Regions from separate parts of the Sus scrofa genome. Here all the other regions are linked to region 1. A link is a contact called in public HiChIP or PLAC-seq data. All regions are on one chromosome and are shown on one strand. Each heading gives the region's core, a stretch centred on a gene start, on an enhancer-like site or on the middle of the called end of the contact. The rest is flanking DNA. Distances are from core to core; before and after follow the strand shown.

The links. HiChIP or PLAC-seq counts read pairs in DNA pulled down with a chosen protein or histone mark.
Region 2: an H3K27ac HiChIP or PLAC-seq map of alveolar macrophages shows a contact between it and region 1. The contact joins the promoter of MAATS1 here to the promoter of ARHGAP31 in region 1. A contact is called at or near these places in 9 of 47 Hi-C or Micro-C datasets (alveolar macrophages, blood, fetal heart ventricle and 5 more) and 2 of 2 datasets of contacts at active chromatin or transcription factors (alveolar macrophages and skeletal muscle).
Region 3: a contact with region 1 is called in an H3K27ac HiChIP or PLAC-seq map of alveolar macrophages. The contact joins the promoter of COX17 here to the promoter of ARHGAP31 in region 1. A contact is called at or near these places in 7 of 47 Hi-C or Micro-C datasets (fetal heart ventricle, fetal skeletal muscle, retroperitoneal adipose tissue and 2 more) and 2 of 2 datasets of contacts at active chromatin or transcription factors (alveolar macrophages and skeletal muscle).
Region 4: an H3K27ac HiChIP or PLAC-seq map of skeletal muscle shows a contact between it and region 1. The contact joins the promoter of POPDC2 here to the promoter of ARHGAP31 in region 1. A contact is called at or near these places in 2 of 2 datasets of contacts at active chromatin or transcription factors (alveolar macrophages and skeletal muscle).

What each region holds. Positions count from the first base shown.
Region 1 is chr13:140,947,213-140,949,839 of Sscrofa11.1, reverse strand. It overlaps ARHGAP31 (rho GTPase-activating protein 31), which reads left to right and starts at 1,336. Exons shown (of 12, transcript XM_021070330.1): 1 at 1,336-2,193. The coding sequence starts at 2,094.
Region 2 is chr13:140,565,643-140,568,269 of Sscrofa11.1, reverse strand. It overlaps MAATS1 (cilia- and flagella-associated protein 91), which reads left to right and starts at 1,294. Exons shown (of 18, transcript XM_003132654.4): 1 at 1,294-1,563. The coding sequence starts at 1,440.
Region 3 is chr13:140,582,967-140,585,593 of Sscrofa11.1, reverse strand. It overlaps COX17 (COX17 cytochrome c oxidase assembly homolog), which reads right to left and starts at 1,308. Exons shown (of 3, transcript NM_001348525.1): 1 at 1,057-1,308. The coding sequence starts at 1,163.
Region 4 is chr13:140,600,343-140,602,969 of Sscrofa11.1, reverse strand. POPDC2 (popeye domain containing 2) reads right to left here and starts at 1,338. Exons shown (of 4, transcript NM_001144114.1): 1 at 443-1,338. The coding sequence starts at 933.

The sequences.
Region 1 (2,627 bases), core at 87-2,586:
CTCTTTAATGTTGGCAGTTAATTTTAAAATTTTAAATATTTAATACTTAAATATTTAAGGAGTTCCCATCGTGGCTCAGTGGAAACAAATCTGACTAGGATCCATGAGGACATGAGGACACAAGTTTGATCCCTGGCCTCACTCTGTGGGGAGGGGATCCAGCATTGCCATGAGTGAGCTGTGATGTAGGTCACAGACACAGCTTGGATCTGGCATTGCTGTGGCTGTAGCATAGGCCAGAGACTACAGCTCTGATTTGACACCTAGACCCATAGCCTGGGAACCTCCATATGCCATGGGTGCGGCCCTAAAAAGGCAAAAATTTTTTTTTTAATATTTAAAATGGCAAACAAACCAAACACATCTGTGAGCCAGATTCAGCAGGCAGGCTATCAATTGTGAGTACTCACAAAGAGAGAAGGTCAAGGGTCAAAGTTCATACACTGTCTTGGTGATACATAGGGAGATAAGAGACTGTGACAGGATTCAGTAACTAAAATACTATACTTAAAGCTTTTTCCAGCATTCTGAGCTCTATGACTGTCTCTACCCTTTAAGCCTATATATGGATTTGAATTTATACAGGAAGTTTAATCTAATCCTCAAATGGTGAAATCACCAGAATTTGAGTGCTTACTGTGTGCTGAGTACACAGAAGTCAAAGAATTTCAAATCTAACTGGAGAAAAAACATGCCCTCCTGAAAACTTGAGACAAATTATGAAATAACCTGAGAGACTGCTTTCTTCAGATTATGTTAGAATATCAGAGTCACCTTAAGTCCTGGTCCCCTCACTCCCACCCCCCGCATCACTTCCATTTAGCAAACTTTGTAGTAATGCCTCTGTGTGTGTGTGTGTGTGTGTGTGTGTGTGTGTGTGTGTGTGTGTGTGTAACTTGAATCTCTAATCAGAAATCTGATTTCCAGGGCAGTGGTTAAAAAGTGGCAGCCTCCATCCCTCCCTCAGCTTTGGAGGGGACTTAGCTGGGTTGGGGGTACTGGGGCGCGGGACAGTAGAATGGGAGTGGTTGGCGAAAACTGCTCCCCGTTAGGTTTCTCCGTTGGAATCCCTGTCTTTGTTTCTGTCATTACTCTTTAAGTGTTTGTGTAGGAGCAGACAGGCACCGAAATAGAAATTGTCAAAGAGATGATGACAATGAAGATAAAATACAAGGGAGGACTTTTTTTTTCAGTCCCACCTAGCCCCCTCCATCCAGAGTGCCAGCGCGCCTCCTCCCGCCGTCTTCAAAGAGCCGTCGATGGGGCAGGAAGCGGGTGGCTCGGGCTGTGGGTGCTCCTAGGAGAGCGGCGATTTCCTCCCGGGCGGGCCAGTTATCTCTAGAGTCGCCGAGCAGCTCTGCGAAGAGCGCGTTCTCTCCCCAACCCCGTACTCCTCAACCCACCCACCTACTTCCTCCGGCTCCATACACACATGAGCACAGAGCTGCCAAAAATTTCCACCCTCCGCCCCCCTCCCTAGCTAACTTCCTTCCAGCATTTCCTGAGCTGGATGATCCTAGGATTTGTAAGACAGGAAAAAAAGGAAGGCGTGAGGGCGGGCGAGAGAGACAGGATGCTTGTTTTTCGTTCTACCAAAGCCGTCTGAAGGCAAGACAGCGCGCGCCGGGCAGAGGACCCACGCAGTCCCCGGGCCGTCTCCGCGCCCGCCGCCGGCTTCCCCGCGCCCTCGGCCACTCCCGGGCTTCGAGAAGACGGACCGGAGAGCTCGCCCTCCCTCCAAAGAGGAGGAAGACAACCGAAGACACCGCGGGAACCTGTGAAAGTCCCTGGGACTCCAAGTGAGGAAGTGACACTCCCAGCGAGCCGGCCCGCCGCTGCCAGCTCCGCACGGCCTGCGGCACCGCGGCCCTGGAGGAGCGCGCGGTGGATTTCAGGCTCCGCGCCCGCGCCGGGCTCAGCGCCCCGCGGGCTCCATGCGCTCTGTCCCGGGCCCAAACTCTTCCCGACGCCCATGCGGCCCCACAGCGCCGCGCCGCAGCCACTGATCTAACCCCCACCCCGGAGACCACCGTCGGCGCGGTGCCAAGCAGAGGGGAGGGGGAGACGGAGGGCAACCTCTTTGGGACTAACTCATGAAGAACAAGGGTGCCAAGCAGAAGCTGAAACGAAAGGGAGCCGCCAGCGCCTTTGGCTGTGACCTCACGGAGTATCTGGAAAGCTCAGGACAGGATGGTAAAGTGCCTTCGCCTACCCCCCTCCCCCCTTCTTTTTGTTTGAGAGAAAGAGGGACTCTCCGAGGGTGTGTTACATTCAATTCACAAGTTAATGTATTCCAGGCTTGTGCGCTCCTTCTACTTTTTTTTCTTTTTGAAGAATATACACAATTCTTGAGGTGCATAGCGCTGCCACCCCGACGTGTAGAGGTTGTGTCAGTCCTTCCGTTTGTGTCACACAAGCCGTTAATGGGCGGTGCTGCTGCAAGTTTAAGCGGCTACCCCTGGGGGCCTGGGGTGGGGGCTGGAGAGATCCCGATCCCCAACTTTGGATGTGGGAGAGGAGGGGTGAGGACTGGACCTGTGGGATGGTGTTCACTGGGCTTCTCTGGGTACATAATTATGACCGCCTTAGGTGTCCCTCCCGGCTTCTCCAGTTTCATCAGCTCACAT
Region 2 (2,627 bases), core at 45-2,544, 380 kb after region 1:
ATACCAAAATAAAGTGTAAAGAATTTTTTAGATCTTTTGATCAGAAAAAAAAATCTTGGACTCAATCAGGGAAATTTGAATATATACTAAATTTTAAATATAAAGGAATTATTAATTTTGTTAGATTTGATAATGGCAATTATGTTAAAAATCTGTATCAGTTTGAGATGCAGATTAAGGGTAAAATAATGTCTGGGATTTGAAAATGCTCAAGCAAAAGGAGATAGTAGACAGGTGAAACTGGACTGGCAAATTCTTGATAATTATTTACTCCGTGATGATTAGCGCCAGCTCATTACTAAAAGTGGATTCACTCTTGCCTATGTTAAGACATTTCCAGAGTCCTGTTGTGATGCAGCGAATCCGACTAGTAACCATGAGGTTGCTGTTTGATCCCTGGCCTCTCTCAGTGGGTTGAGGATCAGGTGTTGCTGTGAGCTGTGGTGTAGATAGCAGACCCTGCTTGGATCCTGCGTGGCTGTGGCATAGGCATAGGCGTGGCTGTAGCTCGGATTGGACCCCTAGCCTGGGAACCTCCATATGCCGCTGTTGCGGCCCTGAAACAAAAACAAAAACAGACATTTCCATAATAAGTAGTTTTAAAAAGCAAGTCAGTGCGGAATACACCACATCATCTTCGGCTGATTTAATTAGTGCCCAGGGCTCAGAAAGGGGTAGCAGAATGCAGATCAACAGTTACTAACTACCCACCCCACCCCAAATCCTGATTCCCAGGGCAAGGGTTCATAGAGTGTCAAAGTCCAACGTTTAGGAGCTTTCTCAGCTAGCAGAAAAAGCCCCGCGGAAAGGGGATGTCCGAAAGGAAAGCCCCCGACTATTTTTTTCTGAGATTTCCCAGGGATTTCCGAAAGAGGTCGCGGAGTGAAACCGGCAAATCACTGCTGGATTTGAGCAGTAGCCTTTTCCCCAGCCTGCGGGCCCCGCGCATTGATCCTGGATGTACAACTGAAAACTCAAGGCTTGGCCTCTGGAATGAAGCGGGCAGTGTAGCAGATCCTCCCCCGGCCTACTACTTTCCCCTTTTTCCTTCTGAGTGCTGTCCTTTCCTCCCAACCCCTTTCTCCACCCCTCCCGCTCCTTCCCTCTGCACACTTCCTGTCCTCCCGCCCCTGCGCCACGCCCCACGCCTTCCTGCAATCCCCCCGTCTTCCTCCCGGTCGCCAGCCCCGCGCCCCTCCCTTCACTAGCCCCGCCCAGGTTCTTCATCCAGCCCGCCTTTCCTGACCCTCGTCCCGCCCCGTCCTTGTCACTCGGCTCCTCCCCTCTCATGCTAGTTCCGCTCTTCCCTTCTCCGCTTGCGTGCTGTCCTCGCTCCGCCCTTCGTTTCCGCTCTTCCAGGGGGTTACCATAGCTACTGTCCACACAACAGCTAGGTCTCTCAAGTTGGTCCTGGCTGACTGCAGGGCAGAGCCGGCACCATGAGTCATGTTGTGACCATCACCGAGCCCCAGGCCAAACCTCAGATGTCTCAAACCCAGTGCAGAGGGAAGTCGGGGACCTGGGGCAACGTCTCCGCTAGTCGAACGTATGATTTCCTGTATGGTAAGGGCGGCTCCAGATCTCCCTCCTGAGTTGTAGACTCCTGGGACAGATGGGCTTTGAAGATGGTGGGACCTGGCCAGGAGGCTCAGCGGAGGAAAGACTGGCCTCAGGACAGATCCCTTGTCTTGTCTTGGATGGGCAGCTCCAAGCCCTCTGGGTGGTGCACTCTAGGGCATCTCTGAAGACTCAGGTGAGCTGCGTCTTGGAGCAGGGGTAGGGAACACCTGACTCTTCTTCACCCGCTTTTCTTGATAATTTGCACAGCCCAAAGCAATCTTTCTGAAACCCGTTACTGGAGTTTTGGTATCCCATACAGTACCCAATGATTTGCATACTTGGAAATGTTACTGAAGAAAGTTTGGGTGCTCCACTCACAGTGAGGTCAAACAAACCAAAAGAAAAAGGTTTACTGTAGGGCCAAGCAAGAGTGGCTTGGTTCAAACCCCCCCGAAATCCCTGATGGTTTTGGGGAAAAAGTTTTCAATAGCAATATTTAGGGTGAAGGCTGAAGGGTATGTGACTTTTTTTCCTGAGGTCACAGAGGGATGCTTCAGCCATCTTGTGTTGAAATTGCCATCTGGATCACCTGGGTGGGGGCCTTAGTTCTGCAGAAGAGCTCAAAGATAATGTTCTGTATATTTCTTGAGGAGGAACCAGGATCTTGCCCCAAGGCTGCAGTAGTGTTTCTTGACTTCTCCTGACTTGTCTCTGCATCCCCTCCTTTCTCATTATCCACTGTTTGAATCTGCTCTTTGAAACTCAGGTAAGGTCAAGGAGGCTATATGAAGCCTATTTCCTACAAACAAGAAGGAGGGGGGGGTTGGGGGCACACAAAGGATTTGTATCCATCAAGGAGCCCTATAGCATCCTGCTTGGTTTCAGAGACTGACTCAACACTCCCACATTCAAACTGCATAAAATGCCCTTCCAGTTCTCATTCTCTGGCCTCTTCCAAATTTGGCATCTAGGTAAGGAAGGGCCAGTTTATTTCATCTTTGTTTTTAGCTTTCTCTTTTCTTCAAGCTTATTCTTAACCATTAAAGTATTGTTTATAAACTATGTCC
Region 3 (2,627 bases), core at 59-2,558, 360 kb after region 1:
ATTTGTTCCACAACAGAGGCTGTATACAGTAAGAAGAAATGAAAACCTTTTGCAGGTTGATGGTAATTTAGATAAACAATTCTGAACACTACAGTGTCACATATGTTATAGCCTAGTTGATTTTTAAATTATCTACCTAAAACGGTGGGGGGAAGAGTTTAGGGGATTTTCTGTACCGTTAAGAAATGTACCTTGTACCCTACTATGACTAAATTCGGGGAGAAATTACCAGAAAACCGGAAAACTTTTACTCTTTGATCTTGATAAATCTTTTTTTCTTGGCCGCGGGGGAACTATGTGCAACTTCCCGAAAAGAGATCGAACCCGCCCCACGGCAGTCGCTGCTGAGACCACGTGGGATCCTTAACCCCTCTCACCACAAGGGAACTCTGATTTTGCCAAGTCTTCTATCATGGCCCATAAACCATAGTAGAGCAATCATTGAAAAACGTTTCCATTAACTGTTTCCCTTTACTTTTTTTTAAGGGCCGCACCTGGGACATATGGAAGTTCCCAGGCTAGGGGCTGAATCAGAGCTGCATATGCCGGCCTACACCGCAGCCACAGCCACACAGATCCCATTGGCATCTGCGACCGACCTACCCTGCAGTTTGCAGGGCCGGCTCCTTTACCCACTGAACAGACCAGGGATCGAAACTGCATCCTTATGGCTGCTGGTCGGGTTCTTAATCCGGTGAGCCACCACGGGAACTCCTGTGTTTCTTTAAATCAAGTAGCATCCATCCGTTTACAAGCCTTCGGTCCTAAAGCAATGTTTGACCCATAACAGCTGATGAAAAACCTTTTGTAGGAAGGAATGCCTGGATTGAGCGCGGCGGGTCAATCTGACCTCTCTCTGATCCCTTCAACCTTTTCCCCAGGGTAAGCTACGAGCTCAGTCTACAGACAGCTGACTGCGAAGCCTACCCAGGTCTATAACCCTCAAGAGAGCCCCGCGGCAAAGTGAGGGCCACGACCAGCCCTAGTCCGGGCAGCGGCACCCGAAGGCAGTGCACGGAGCCTGCCCCGCCGCCCCCTCCCCGGCTGCGCACTGACCACGCATCGCGCGCTTTCTTGGTCTCCGGGCAGGCGCAGCAGGGCTTCAGCGGCTTCTTCTCCTGCGATTCAGGCGGGGCAGGGATTGCGGCCGCCAGACCCGGCATTTTTCGCGCCGAAAGCTGCAATTAGCTCTGCCACCCCAAACTCTACCGGCCTCCGGACACGCCGATTCGCCCGCAGTTATTTCCGGCAGTCGCTCCAAAACAGAACAGGAAGTCCTGCCTCTCACTCTGACGAACTGGGAGGAAGGGAGGAGGTAAAGAGGAAAAATGTTTTAAAGGGCACGCGCGTGCGCAGAAGAGGCCGAATGATGGCCTTAGTGCTAGGGCGCCTTTTCCGCGCAGGTGCAGAGAGCCCAGGTAAAGTGCAGCGATGTTTGTAGACCAGCATTGAGAGGACCCACAAATGAGGAGACCCGTAAGGCAACTCGGAGAGCTCTCAACCATACACCCAGCTCGAAGTCGAAAACTGAAACTCAAGAAGGTGAAATGACCTGTCTATGCTACAGAAAAAAAAAAAAAACACTAGTGAAAGCCAATTCCTCTTGAGTAACAGACTTAGCGCCCGGCATCTTATGCTTGCCATTATCTGCCTTACTGCCTTCACCACCCCACTTCACCGCTCTAGTTAAAAGTGAGTAGCAAAGGAGTTCCCTAGTGGTCAGCGCAAACGAATCAGACTAGGAACCATGAGGTTTCGGGTTCTATCCCTGGCCTCGTTCAGTGGTTTAAGGATCCAGCGTTGCCCTGAGCTGTGGTGTAGGTCACAGACAGGGCTCAGATCAGGTGTTGATGTGGCTGTGGCATAAGCTGGCAGCAGCTGTGTCTCCGATTAGACCCCTAGCCTGGGAACCTTACCTCACCCACACGCTTTAAATCCTCAGCTAGTTAGTGTTTATAGCTCCCTCTCCAACTGAATTGATTTCCATATGAATTGCCAATCATAGGGCAAATATATTGGTTAGTAAAATTTTAAAATGCCTTTTCATTGTCATTCCTCAAATTCAGTTAATACCTATCCATCTAGGTAAATAAGTAAACTTAGACAGTATTTGCAATAGAATGGACATAACCATTAAGTTTTTTTCCTGCAGAGAATTGTTTGAGGAAGGATGAACTTATTTTTTAAAGCAGGACTTCCAGGCATTGTTAAAATAGCTGTCTAGGGATACGCACTTTGGTTAATCAAACATTGCTTATCACCTAAACCAGCCAATGGTATTGCCCCTCAAGATGGCTGTTTTCTTGCTCTTTGTACATTCCCTGCTCCACCATTTCCTGCTCCACCAACCCCTAAGTGCATGATTGACCTTTCTACATATTTGTCCCAGGCCCCAGCAATGAGATTGTTCTTATCTAAAGAGCGGTGAGGGCAGTGCCTCTCTGCTGGTCTCCCTGGTAACTCATGTGCCAACCTGATGTCAATTCCCACTGTAACTGGCAATCTCCCCTTCCCCTCCAGGAGCAGAGACTTTACCATGTCCTGTCAGACATGTAAGAACCCCCTGGCCATTAAACCATCCATGTCTCTGTCACTGACTCTGGGCTCTTCAGTCATGAAGCTGGGTA
Region 4 (2,627 bases), core at 89-2,588, 350 kb after region 1:
AACCTCCTCTGTTTTGGTACTCTTCCCTGCACATAGTTGGCATTTAGCAAATGTTGAATGCATGTAGAGGAACAAATTAATCTTATTGAAACATACGGTTTTCTAAAGTTTACAGAGATATTGCTGTAATTTAGGCATGACGCAGTGGTGTGTGTGTGTGTGTGTGTGTGTGTGTGTGTGTGTGGTCACTTCAGATCCAAGCTCAAGAAACACCCCACTCCTCCCAGCAGCAAGTGCACACGCAATCCTTTCTGCCAACTAAGATGCCCCATGAGGTACTTTTCTCATGGAAAATGCTAAGAAAGGGGAAGCAAGCACATGCTATTTTGGTTAGTTTGACTTGCCACATCCTTCCTCAGTGGACGGGGACATGACATGGAAAGGGACGCATTAGGAAATGGGAAGCATGGGCATGAGGAAGAAGCACTGGACAGTGACTTACCGGCCAGAGAGCAGCAGGGACAGACGGTCGATGGGTGTCTCACCCTCCACAGCGTAGGTCTGCTCCGTGGCCAGAGTGGAGACCTGCTCCTGACAGCAGCGAACCATCTCCTTGTAGGCATGTAGAGGCACCTGCAGGGGCAGGCACAGTGTCTTGTAGAGGAGCTCGAACTCCTCAGGGAGGCTGTCCTCACGCAGGCGGTACACCAGATGTGCCAGCTGGAGCACGCAGGCCATCGCCAGCAGGACGCTCCAGAGGACGATGTCCAGGCCACAGGCGTCGAACCAGCCCCACAGCACACAGCACAGGTAGCCCGTGCCCAGGAAGCCAAAGAGGTAGAAGCACCCATACATCCCGCTGCCCCCCATGAAGCCCAGGAGCAAGAAGCAGTTGGCCAGGTGGTAGACAGCCCCTTGCAGATCCTGCCTCCAGCCGACACACGGCAGCCCACGCCAGAGGAGCTGGCCCACCGCGCTGCTGTTGCTGCTCATCTTCGGGGCGCCTCGAAGGCTCTAAGCCTGTGCCCACATGCGAAATTCAGGAAATGGTTTAACCTGTCCTCTGGATGCCTTCTCACCTCCAGCTACAACCCACCAACTCAACTTTTCCTGGGAGGAATGCTTCCGGTGGCTTCAGGAATGAATGGCAGAACATAGTACACTTCCTGGAGAACTGAAAGCCTTTCTTTCCTCCGTCTGGCCCTCAGCAAGTCTCTCCCGCAGAGCTCCGGGGAGCTTCCTCTGCTCCAGGTTTCTTAGGACGGTCTCTTCACATTTGGCTCTTGGCAGGAAACCCAAACTGTCCCGAGGAAACAATATGACTGTGGGACTGAGAGCTTCAGCAGTGAGGGATAATCAAACAGCCACGTCCTGCTCTCTGTTGTCCCCAAACAGAATGAGGAGAGCCCAGCACGGGAGGCACATTTGTGCTCCATTTGGAATGCGTCTCTCTTGGCACCGGAAGAAAGGGTGACCCCAGACAGATACCATGTTTGGAATTGGAATCCAAGAGGTACTGGCAGTGAGAAAAAACAGGCCAGGCACACAGGCAGGCTGGCAGAGCGCTTAGCATACCTCCCCAGAGGACAAGATAAGACCTGGGGCCAGAGAGGGGGGCAGGGGGGATGGCATCATAGAGGGGTTTGGAGGAGTGGTGAAGGAGGGAGGGTGGGGGTGGGGTGGGGAGCCTGGGGGTGGACAAAGAAAAGTGAGTACAGAATTTACTGCCACATCTCAGGCAGAACACTGTCCAGAGACCCCTGCGGGGAGGGCCGGGGGCTCTCCTGAGGCAGAAGGACACATCAAGGTAGGAAAGTATGGGACTATTATCAGAAAAAATCCTAACAATGAGAACTGGAAAACCCCTTGAAGACCTCTATTAAGTCATATTGGAAATATCCGTGGGCATTTATTTGACATCCATTGAACAAAAAATAGGTGTGCAAAGCAGCCTTTTGAATTCTGACCTTCTCCTGCATGTATCTGGATCTAGTAATAGTTAATACAATGTTAATACATTGTTCAGACTATCACTCTACCCACTCCAGGACTGGCAAATAATAATAACCATTACCTGTTAAACCCCAAAAATGCCAGACCTAGATGAGGTACTTTACATACATGTGATTTAGTCATCACACGACCCTTCCAAATAAATATTATCTTCTTTCTAGATCTGAAAGAAACTGAGGTTTAGAGAAGTAACAAGTTCCCACAGGTAGTAAGTGACAGAGATAGGATTTGTTCCTGTCAGACTTTACTGCTGTGTCCCAAATAGTTTGCACAGTGCATGGGAAGACAGGACTAGAGCCATGACTCCCAACTCTACTCTCCCCAGGAAGTCTGAGGACGTCTGGGACCTTCTAGATCAACCTGGGGTCTACCGTGGGTCACCAAGAAGTAAGTCTGGAATAGGCAAACACTAATCTAGCTTCCAAGTAACTCTTGGATTTTTTTTTTTTTTTCCTCACTGCTGGTTAGCACTTACTATCATTATTCCTACAGCCACTGAGGTACCACGGGAAGTGGGGGGGGGGGCACCCAGTAACCTACTAGAACTATTCAAGAGCTCAATCCATAGGGACCTTTATTATACCTCTGGTAACTGGACTAAAATTAGTGAGAAATTAGGAATTGCCAAACATGCTGAGGAGTAGAAGTTTTCAACTCAACACATATTGAGTGTC